Regions from separate parts of the Mus musculus genome. Here region 2 is linked to region 1. A link is a contact called in public HiChIP or PLAC-seq data. All regions are on one chromosome and are shown on one strand. Each heading gives the region's core, a stretch centred on a gene start, on an enhancer-like site or on the middle of the called end of the contact. The rest is flanking DNA. Distances are from core to core; before and after follow the strand shown.

Region 1 (6,086 bases), core at 1,697-4,196:
GTGCTCACAGCTCTGCATCACATTTTGGCAGATCCCCAATATTTTAAACACCCTTCCTATTGTTGTGCTTTGATGATCTGAAATATCTCATGTTACTGCAGCAATTGTTTAAGAGAGGGGCGGTCACGCCACAGAGGGCAGTAAATGTCATTGGCAAATGTGTGTTCAGACTACACTCACCTTCTCCAGCACTTCTGCAAACACTGAGATGTGGCCAATTAGCAGCCCTACAATTGAGCCCTGCATCTCTCTGCACTCAATTGTTAAAAGAGTCCCATGTGACTGACTTTATAGGTCAACAGCTAGATATGGTTAGGCTTAGTGAGAGAGGCATGTCAAAAGCCAAGAGCAACCTAAAGGTTGACCTCTGGAAAGAAACAGCCAAGCTATGAATTCAGATGTAAAGGCATATGCCAGTGAGCACTCGCATGATAGGGATGTTGGAACAGTCTTGATAGAAGATCAAAACAACCACTAAATTCCTTTAAGCCAAAGCTTCATCCAGAGCAAAGATCCAGTTTTCAATTAGATAAAGGCAGAGATGGCTAGCAAGATGGTTTCTTGGGTATAGGAACTTGTTGCCAAGCCTGCGGACCCAAGTTCAATCCCTGGAGCTCACGCGGTAGATGTCAGAGCAGACTCCCACTTGTGCCACATGTGGTCTTCTTCTTCTTCTTCTTCTTCTTCTTCTTCTTCTTCTTCTTCTTCTTCTTCTTCTTCTTCTTCTTCTTCTTCTTCTTCCTCCTCCTCCTCCTCCTCCTCCTCCTTCTTCCTCTTCCTCTTCCTCTTCTTCTTCTTCCTCCTCCTCCTCCTTCTTCCTCTTCCTCTTCCTCTTCCTCTTCCTCTTCCTCTTCTTCTTCTTCTTCTTCTTCTTCTTCTTCTTCTTCCTTTTTTTTTTTCCCAAGACAGGGTTTCTCTGTGTAGTCCTAGCTGTCCTGGAACTCACTCTGTAGACCAGGCTGGCCTCGAACTCAGAAATATGTGGTTGTCTTCTTATGCATATGCATATTGTGGCACACACGTCACCCCTTCTGAATAAATACATGTTAGGATTATTTTTTAATTTATTTTTAAATAGTAAATAGAGGTAGACGTATATGATAAGCTGCAGAAGGCAAGTGTGAATCTGACTGAGGTTATGTTGTGAGAGCTAAGGAGAAAAGCTGTCTCCCTGAAATCAGTCCAAGGTGAGGAAAGGTGGGTCGAATAGGAAATGCACCTATGAGCTCATTATTTTAATGCATGGACAATAGCTGGCAGTGCTAATTTTGTAACTGTAGAAACTTAAGGTGGAATGCCTAGTTAGTTGGAGGAAAGGTTCACTGCAGGGGTGGGGTGGGGGTGGGTGGTCCTGTGATACAGTATCCCCAGCTGCTTTGTCTTGTCCCTACCAGCCTCAAGTGAGCAGTTCTCCTCCATTGTGGACTCCCACTGGCATGTTTTGCCCAAGTCTATGAGGCCACGTGACTACGAACTAGACCCTCTGAAGCTGTGGGTCACATAGCATCTTCCTTCCTAGAGTTGTTTCTTTTGAACATTTTGTCATGGCAATAAGAAGCAACCAATACAAGCAGCTAGTGCTGGGGTGGAAGCTGTGTTAAGTTGTCCAGATCTAGGTGAGAAGAATGAGCCACACTCACACAACAGGCTTTCACTGTTGACAGAGCACCCTTCTGTAGGAAGAGGATGCCATCTAAGACTTTCATGGCTAGAGAAAAGGGCAGCACTTAGCTCCAAAGCTGTGAAACACAGGCAGACCCTCTTGTTTGAGGCTACTGGGACTCTGACTTTTACATCAAAGCCAGGATTGTTTACCATTCTGACATCCTACAGCAGTCAGAAAGGAAGCAAAATCTACCTGCCTGTACCCTATAAATCGAAAACAAAGCCCAAATGGTAACAACCATTTAGGGTTTAGTGACTATTGCAAGCCCATGGTTAAGAACTCCTGCCCTGAGAAAGACACCTTTCAGAACTGGCTGTCAGCACACCTGGATACCCAAGAGCTCAAATGGCGATAGACAATGAAATTAGTATGGTTTCTCATGCTTGATATCACTACATCCATTCTGTGGGCCATGGCTTAAGAAATGATCTTGATTTCAAATCATTTTAAGAAATACCTCTCCCAAGACAAAGACTGCCATACACAATGATTCCTTTGATGAATCTGAGCAAAGTCAACAGAAAGCTGAGAAAGGATTTACGACCTAGAGGCCACTGAAGTTCATTATTCATGGAAGAGGATCATGTGACATTCTATGTCTTTAACTCATTCCGTCCATTTGTACCCAAACTAAAATGCATGTTCCTCCCACAAGGAACGTCTGCTTGATGCATGTTCCGACACTTAAACCAAGTCTGGCAAAAAGTAGGTGGTCAACAAACATCTGTCAGCTGATAGAAGGTACATGAGAAAGGTGGGTTCCTAAGAGTGCACTGCTTAGTGAGTGACTGCTGTACATAAACACATGGAGGATAGTCAAAGTGACTAATCACATGGGTGTGCAAATCAAAGCCACAGGGAGGGCCATCGAGATGGTTCAGTGGTTAAGAGCACATACTCTTCTTCCAGAGAACTTGAGTTCCTTCAGCTCCCAACATTCTTGTGGAGAGACTCGCAAACACCTGTAACTCCAGCTCCAGGGGATCTGGCACCCTCTTCTGTCCTTCATGAGCACCTGAGATCATATATGCACATATATGTGCTCACGCGCACATGCGCGCACGCACACACACACAATCTTTCTAAAGACACAGTGAGCTTCTACTTCAAACCCTCTCAGATGACTATAGGGAGAAAATGGAGCACAAATCCAGGGCTGGTGAGAATGGAGAATGTGCAGCCACTTTGGAAAGTCTGACAGTTCCCTAAGATACTAAATAAAGGTAGTTACCACAACACCCAGAATTTCTACACTTTAGTACAAACTCCAAGACAACCAAAATCATGTGTTCACACAGAAACTCCTGAAAGAGGAACCAACATGTTTGCTGACTGAAGGCTAATGTGACCGAGCCACACAGTCAGATTTATTTATCGAGGAAAGGGATGACAGAGTGATATCGAATATCCTTGAAATCACTGGCCAGTTAAAAGGATCCAGTCACGTCTGTATGAAATATTCAGAACAGGAAAACACAGAGAAGTACAGAACATATAGCCAAAGGAGTTAGAGCCATGGTGGTAAGAAATGGGGGCTGAAGGTCAATGGAGATGGAATTTGAGTGACCACTAAATACAATAAAAAACTACTGAATTGTGAACTTCAATCAGACAAGGGTGAATCTTATCTCAACACGATTTCAACAGTGGCACCATTAAAATGATAAATAGCAGTTTACCCTAGTTGGCCCATTTTATTTTGTATCAATGGTGCCTCCTTCATCTGTGATTTTTCCCAACTTCCCAATCCCAGGATCTAGCACACGATCTATTCGTTTATTCTACAACATTGTGGCCAAGTTTTTCCCTCTTGAATTCTAAACATCTTGACCAAACTCAGTCTAAGCCTCATATTACTCTTCTTAAATAACGGCTCACAAAATGAGGGTCAGGTGTTCCTTGTAAAGCAGATACATGTTGATTTCAGTGACTGCTCAGAACTGGATTTTTCTTCCCAGTTCATTAGTTTCCATAACACTAGGTTTGCGAAATCCAGTTAAAACATGTGACTTTTGGCCTGAGAGAAAGAGAGAAATAGTTTAGACTGCTGTGATAGTAATAAGCTATTCTTTATTGCATTCTGGTCTTGCACACAGCATACAGTTACATATCTTACTTGTGCTAACTTACCCAAATGTTCACTATATAAGGCGAGCACTGCCTCCTTTTTTACTGAGGAGGTACAAGTATGCTCATTAATTGGCCTAAAAGCAACACTGCTCAGTGGCAGTAATAATATCCAACCCTAGCCACACAGTTGAACATCTGTGTAGAAGGGGCTCAGCAGGAGACTGCAGTACTAACTCTTCCCACTGCATCAACTACCAATTAAGAAATATTCCTAGAATTGAATCCCTTGCTATAAGTATTGATGATATAAACCCAAATCCAAATAAATAACAAGACCCCAGAGATTACAGTCTAACATGGGAGGTAAGTGTATGACCAAACAATAGAAAAAACAGCATGGTAGATGTTGTTTGAAGGAGATGTCCCCCATAGTCTCCTATATTTGAATACCTGGTTCCCAGTTGGTGGCACAGTTTGAGAAGGTATAAGAGGCATGGCCTTGTTGAAGAAAGTACATTGCCAGAGGTGGGCTTTAAGAATTTAAATACTCGCACCATTTCCAGTTCACTCTTTCCGTTGCATTCTTGTAGTTCAAGATCTGAGCTCTCAGCTTACTGGCTCTAGATTACCATGCCTGTCTGCTGCCACGCCTCTCACAAGGATGGAGACTCATCCCCTGGAGCTGACAGACCAAGTAAAGCCTTCTTTCTGTAAGTTGCCTTGGCCACAGCAACAGAACAGAAATGAATGCAGTAGATGTCTACCATCCACTAGAGTGAGGTGGTTTCACTGTCTGCTGTAGGATCTGAGGAAGGATAAAGAGAGGAAAGCACCCAAAAGCCAATGTTTCTCCCAGATAAAAGGAACCGTCTGTGTTGTGAATTATGAACTGAAACTGTCAAAGGGCCCAGGGCTTGGAAGGGCCTCTGAGTGAGAGGTCCAGAAGGAAGGTCTGCTAAATGGAGTGAAGGCCAGATTGGGAGGGCTGCTGTGTGCGAGAAGTCACAGTATGACTGTGAGGGCCCATGTGTGTGAGACGTCACAGTATGGAATAATGTGTAGCCACAAGGATGGGCTTCACAATATCATCCTTGCATTCTGAAGAGATAACTGTATGAACTCTGAGCAATGAAAGCAGGATTCCAGAATGGATGCTGTGTTAATAGTTCATTTAAGGCAGGACGGGAGAGATGGCTCAGCAGTTAAAGACACCGACTGCCCTTCCAGAAGACTCAAGTTCAAATCCCAGCACCCACAAGACAACTTACAACTGTCTGTAACTTCAAGTTAGTTCAACTACAAGGGCCCTGGGTTCAGCTATAACAAATAATACACATGGCATCAATAGGAAAATTGCATTATTTTTCTCAATAAATCCAACGTAAAATTTACATCTAAATTATCTCAAAAAAAAAACCCACAGATTCCTAAATCCAAGTTGTTCTAAACACAGTTGAATGTTTAATATTATAGATAAGTGTAATTATAAATGCAATGTTCCATTCCTAGATGAACTTGCCACATTTGAAGTATTCCGTAGCCTCCAGTGACCAGGAGCTACCATTTTAGACAGTGCTGATTCCTTATCTTTTCAACCATTGAAGAATTAATCACCAAGTTCTTGGTTACCTTATAACAGGCCCACTAACTAATTACACTCATTATTTTCTGAGAGGGAATTTAAAAGTAGAGAATCACGAATTCTAGAGCATCATCAAAAACCAAAAACCAAACCAAAACAACAACAACAACAACAACACACACATACAGGAACCACTCTGCAGTTCAGAGCACTTACTATTCTTTCAGGGGACCCAAGTTTGGTTTCCATGAGCTCACAATAGTCTTGTGTCTTCCATTCCTGGGATCTAATGCCCTCTTCTGGCATCTACCGGGATCAGGCACACATATGGTGCACCAAGACTGGTAGCTGTCAGGAGGGAGACAAGCAAGCCCAGGGATTTGTGGCCCTGGGTTGCATCCACAGCCCCTCAGCAAATCCCCTTCTGTTTTCCTTGCAGGATTCTGGCTGAGTCTGACACGTATCAAAGGACACACCACAAGCCCCCCTTGCAGCTGTGTGACCAGTTTCTGGTCAATGTGGCATGCAGCAGTGATGTAAGCCACTTTCAGATTGTAATCTTACAAAGAAAGGTGTACTCTCCCCATGGTGATTTGCCTCCATATTGAGTTGCCTGCAAGCTGGAAGGCTCATTTACTCCACTATTCAGAAGAAATTCCACAAGGACTCACAGGACTGCCAGAGAGCGGCCTGCGATCCAGCTCCATCAAGTAGCCACATCGACTCTGACTGCCTGAGCGGTGATGTAAAAAAGAAATAATCCCTTTT
Region 2 (5,773 bases), core at 1,785-4,284, 64 kb after region 1:
TAAGGCAGGGAAGAGAATGAGAGTGAGCATGGGAGCCCTTCTTGTCCCTGTCACAGGGCCCTAACAGCTGTCGGCTCAGAAACTGCCTTCTACTCTGAACCTCATTGCTTGTTTGCTGCTGAGAATCTCTCTCTCTCTCTCTCTCTCTCTCTCTCTCACACACACACACACACACACACACACATCAGTGAAAGCAAACAGAATCCAGTGAACTAAAAACACCCTGATCACTAAGTGAGCACTGGTGGGAAAATCTAGATGATTCCCTTCATTAGTTACAAAATGACCTCCGTCAGTTTATGAAGAACCGATCTGGCCTTTGGGGTGTATAGCTGTCATTTTTATGATCTTGAAGGTTGTTCCTGATTAAACCTTACTGTCTTCCTGGTAGGCCCATGCTGCTGTTAGGTAAGGCTGCTTTTTGCTCACCTTTTAGATCTGACCTTTTATGTCTTTTTTTAATGGTTAAGAGATTTCCAGTTGGTTTCCAACTGAAGTTGCTTCTTAAGGGACTGCCTTTGTTATTTTGTGTCACTGTTGTGGCAAGGAGGCGTTTCTCTAGAGAAGTCTTAAGTGGGTGTATATAGACTATAGTGGAACCGAGGTTTGCTGGGAACTAGCATGTACACACTTGACTGACACTGGCATCCCACACAAGAGCATCATGAACCTCACACTGTAGTCTGATAATTGTTATATAGACTCTACTGTTTCCTTAAATTATGGTTTGGAAAAAGTGTAGTCTTACAGAATTGCTTTGAACATAACCAAGTTTTTGTTTTTATTATGTATACTCTTCTCCCAAACATATTTAATTGCATAAAAATATGTTTTAGGCTAGGCGTGGTGGCGCACGCCTTTAATCCCAGAACTCGGGAGGCAGAGGCAGGCAGATTTCTGAGTTCGAGGCCAGCCTGGTCTACAAAGTGAGTTCCAGGACAGCCAGGGCTACACAGAGAAACCCTGTCATGAAAAAACAAAAGAAAAAAAAAAGTTTTAAACTCTGTGTAGTTTAATTGGTATAATCAGAATTGTTTGTAGGGCTCTCAGGATGGCTCAGTGTTGGTAAAGGGACCTGATGCCAAGCCTGACGATCGGAGCTGGTTCTCCAGAACCCACGCGGGGGAAGGAGGGAACCAACTTCTCAAAGAGTCTCTCTCAGCTCCACACAGGTTTCTTGGCCTGTGCATGCCCACCCCACCCTCAAGTAAAAGTAATAAACATTTTTAACTGATTATGATAATGTATGACTGTTCAGTGAGTTTCTTTTAATGTTGTTTAACAGCTGTCTTTGAAAAGTAATGATTACCTTCTGTTAGGCAATTATATCAGTGAACACAGTTATGTACCATTGTCATAATTTCACAATGTTCACATTTCACATATATGTTAGTTCATTAGCTCTCATCACCATGATGTTTACTTTTAATAATCACCTTGACACAAGGTAGAGTCACTTGGGAAGGGGGCCCAGTGACAGACATTGGCCTGTGAGGGTTTTTTTTTTCTTTTTGTCTTAATTGGCTGAGGTGGGGAAGGCCCATCCTAATGTGGGCAGCAGCATTTTGTGATCTGGATCCTGAATGTATAAAAGTAGAGAAAGCAAGGGGGCGGCATTTGTGCATATATTCTGTCTCTGCTCCTGAGTCTAGATGTGACCTGTTTTCTCAAGGTCCTGCTGTGACTTCCCCACAATGGTGGTTGGAATTTTAAGCCAAATGAACCCTAGCTTTATGTCAAAGAGTGTTATCACAGCAACAGACATGGAACCAGGACCATCAGTGATCTAAAAATGGACCCTGCCAGTGGTTTTAGAATCTCCATTTATAGATGAGGAAGAAATTAGTAAGTTTGAATGACCTGTCAGGTTAGCCATGTATGGCTGTTAGAATTTAAACTAATGTCTAACTCCAAAGGTGAGGTGTGCTCTTCCTAGCATGAACAGTTGTAATAAAATTGTGAAATTGGCATTCACTTAGAAAAGATTAACTAAAAGGGTTTCCCTTTTCTAGGTTTACCATAAGTAATAGTTTTATATTCTTGTTTTTGTATCTTGTTTTTGTATTTTGTATTTTGTTTAGAGTTATCATTTGCTTTGTCCTCTGCTATCAGAGATTAAATAACTCTCGCGCCAACATTCAGCTGTTAGCTATATCATCCTATTTTTATATCACATTTGCCTTGAAACAGGGTCTCTCACTGAACCAGATGCTCAACCTTTCAGACAGGCTGGCTGAACTCTTTAGATCGCTTGTCTTTGTTCTCCCAGTGATGGGGCCACAGGCACATAAAACTATGGCTGGCTTGCTACATGGATGCTGGGAGTTCAACCTTAGGTCCTTGTGTTTGTTCTTACTCACTGAACTCTCTCCCCAGACCCGAGAACTCAAAGATTGTTTTTTTTAAATTATTATTATTTTTTTATTAGATTCATTCATTTTATGTGTGGGTGTTTTGCCTGCATATATGTTTGTGCACCATGTGTGTGCTTGGTGCCCAAGGAGGACAAAAGAGGACAAGATTCCCTGGAACTACAGTTACTAATGATTGTGAGATGCTGTTTGGGGTGCTGAAGCAACAGATACTTTTACCTAGTGACCTGTCTTTCTACCCCCAGTTTTGGCTTTAAAGATTTTCATGGGAATGAGCGTTTTGCATGCCTGTTTCCCACAGAGTGGTTAGCTGCCTTTCTAAATCTTTGCCTTCACGCTGAGATAGGAAGCTGGGTGCTCAACATTGCAGAAGAGCAAGGTGAAGTGCAACTGAAAAGTCCCCACTGGATTTATGACTCAGTAATACTCCTTTCCTTCTTAAAAAGTCCATAATTGCTTCACTAATAATGTATGCTGCCAGGTGTCATCCAAGCTGAGGACACAGGATCGAAGAGCCACTGCCCTCACTTGCTGTCTGCCTCACAGTGTAAGGTCCTCTGCCTTTTCTACAGCTAGTTCTTCTCAGAGATGTCTGTAGAAGGCTCTGAAAGTCTCAGGAGATCCGTGGCTAGCGACGGGGAGCAGTGTCCCCAGTAGCTGACTGTGCTTTCTGCGCAGAAGCCACAGCCCACAGCATGACGTAGCTGTGGAGGAAGTGCTGTTCTTCATCACAGAAGTTGGTTGAAGAGAGGGAAGAACAGGTCTGAACTTCTATACTCTAATTTTCTGAGTATGATGGTCTATGTTTTTCATATCCAATGTCTTAATCAGTTAAGTTTGAATTTTTCCTGTTAGCCATCAACAGAGTGACCACACTTCCCAGTTTCTTTCCCCTTGCCCCATTGTTTTTCGTTCTTTTGCCATTTGCCTTTCCCCATTTACCCTTTGCTTTCTAAGGATCCTGAGGCTGTTTTTATGGTGCCACAAATAGTGACCTAAAATTGTTGTAGTTACTTCCAAAACAGGTACCTTAAAATATCTGGGGGAAATGGGAAGGAGCTGCTTGCTGGGCTCTGGTCTGGCTTTTATTTATTTTTTTTATTTTTTTTATTTTTTGATGATTGTAGCAAAGAAAAGTTTTTGGAGAAGGATTTACAATAAAGGGTAGAATGTGTTTCCCAAACTACTCATTCTTCAGCACTTTAGGCAGAAAGTAAATGTCGTGGTTTAATTTCAGATTGATGTTCTCATTCGCTCCGTCCATATGCTGAGACACTATAGAAGCTGCTGGTTAGGTGTAATGGTTGCATTTCCTGGGTTTGATGTAACCTGGCTCTGACTAAAGTAGTGATTAACTCTCCATCAACTGTACTCAGGATCGGCTTTTCGGACTCACTTTCTCCTGTCTGTGCCCAGTCTGCAAGTCAACAATAATGAATAGACAGTCTCCCTCCATGTCAGATTCTTTCTCTCTGCTCTCTCCAGCTTTACTATTAGACAACATGGGCTTCCTCTCTGCGTGCTTCCTCCAGGCTCCATCATCTCCCAACCACGCCTCCACTGTTTCCTTACTCCTCGGTGGTTCCACCTGCCCAGCCGAATTTTCTCTGGGTTGATACTGTCAGTACTACTGCACTTAAAGGCCTGTTTGTGTTCCTTCATCAGATAAAATGCAGGTGTGTCTCCTCCAAGAATTCTGTTTTCTCTGTATTACTCTCAGTGAAGAGAGTGCTTTAATTCTTGCTCTTGGGAAAGGGTATTTTACAGCTTTACAGTGCATTAAGTACTAAATTTTCTTTATTTTGTGTGGCAGTGGGGCAGGGTGGGTTGAGGGATATGTGCTGGGGCACACGTGTGCTATGCATGGCATATGTGTGTGAAGGTCAAAGGACAGCTTGTGTCTGTTCACTCCTTCCACCATGTGTGGGCCTAGGAATTGGATTAGTGGTCAGACTTGGGTAGATCTTAACTTGCTGAGCCATCCTGCTGGCTATCGAAATTGGTTTTTTGTTTGTTTGTTTGTTTTTTAAAGATTTATTTATTTTAATTTATGTATATGAGTACACTGTAGCTGTACAGGTGGTTGTGAGCCTTTGTGTGGTTGTTGGGAATTGAATTTTTAGGACCTCTGCTTGCTCTGGTAGGCCCCCACTCGCTTCGGTCAGCTCCAGTCAGCTCTGCTCGCTCAGTCTCTGCTCACTCCAGCCCAAAGATTTATTTATTAGTATACTGTATACTATACTAATAATGCACCAGAAATTCAGATGCACCAGAAAAGGACGTCAGATCTCATTATGGGTGGTTGTGAGCCACTATGTGGTTGCTGGGATTTGAACTCAGGTCCTTTGGAAGAGCAGTCAGTGCTCTTACCCACTGAGCCATCTCGCCAGCCCCCTGAAATTGGTTTTTAAATACCACATACACTTTTCCTTTCTCACTTTGTTTTTGTTTTTGTTGTTGTTGTTGTTTTATTGTTTTGGTTTTGTTGTTGTTGTTTCCTGAAACAGGGTTTCTCTGTATAGCCCTGGCTGTCCTGGAACTCACTTTGTAGACCAGGCTTGCCTCGAACTCAGAAATCCACCTGCCTCTGCCTCCCAAGTGCTGGGATTAAAGGCGTGCGCCCCGCCACCACCACCTGGCTCCTTTCTCACTTTGAACTTAGTTAAAATGAGAACTAGCAGCCTCAAGCTGCCTTACCAGATAACTGCAGTAATTTTTGAAAACATTTATTTAGTTTATTTCAGCATCTCGTTGCTTCTGTTTATAGGGCACAAAGGGTACGTAGAACACTTGGCATTCATTATCTAATCTGTTCCTCTCTTAGGAGTAGTTGCTTTTATTTAAAAGACAATGGAATGAGAGCAAATAGGTTAACCTTAAGTTACCCTTTTCTTAATACTGTGTATTTATGTACATGTTCAAGAACTTGGAGTGAGTGTGCATGCCTGTGGGTGTTTGTTTAAAGGGCTAACATTATAATAAAACTATTTAAAAAGTGGGAGACTTGGCCATGCTGAGCCTTAAGTATTTAGGGCACTAGTCTAAAGGTAGACAGGGGAGGAGCAGTGTGAATTGAGGAGGAGCAGTGGAGAATCCAGACTGCAGAGTAGAAAGACGGTTGTTGAGTAAGAATGAGCAGAGCTTCTGAAATACTGTCGTGGTCCTATTCCTCCATCACATGGTAGAGTTGGGGTGAGGCTGGGGACTGGCACCTTTGCAGTTTGGGAGGTTATTCCAATGAACAACTGGACCTTGAATCTTGAACAGAGCCAACCAAATTTAAAGATCTAACTTTGAGGTCAGGAAATGTGCATATAGATCATTACATCATTTTCAACTGGAATTTTCACCTTGATGTAGACCCATAAGAATCCCATAGTTCTCCATAGTGCTCCGAGAAA

The links. HiChIP or PLAC-seq counts read pairs in DNA pulled down with a chosen protein or histone mark.
Region 2: an H3K27ac HiChIP or PLAC-seq map of microglia shows a contact between it and region 1, with 2.4 times the contacts expected there. The contact joins two enhancer-like sites. A contact is called at or near these places in 2 of 39 promoter capture datasets (embryonic stem cells and trophoblast stem cells), 1 of 484 Hi-C or Micro-C datasets (embryonic stem cells), 1 of 115 datasets of contacts at active chromatin or transcription factors (microglia) and 2 of 9 other capture datasets (adipose tissue and pancreatic islet).

Annotation. Positions count from the first base shown.
Region 1 is chr14:60,202,270-60,208,355 of GRCm38.p6, forward strand. It overlaps a transcript of Nupl1 not described here. Among named protein-coding and RNA genes, the nearest start is that of Mir719, 24 kb to the right of the region's middle. Within about 2 kb of position 2,947, at least 9 of the 459 cell types and tissues checked have an H3K27ac peak or open chromatin away from gene starts, as enhancers often do. A contact at or near this core is called in microglia, where this site is marked.
Region 2 is chr14:60,266,502-60,272,274 of GRCm38.p6, forward strand. All of the region lies in intron 1 of Mtmr6 (myotubularin related protein 6), which reads left to right. Among named protein-coding and RNA genes, the nearest start is that of Mtmr6, 4.2 kb to the left of the region's middle. Within about 2 kb of position 3,035, at least 72 of the 459 cell types and tissues checked have an H3K27ac peak or open chromatin away from gene starts, as enhancers often do. A contact at or near this core is called in microglia, where this site is marked.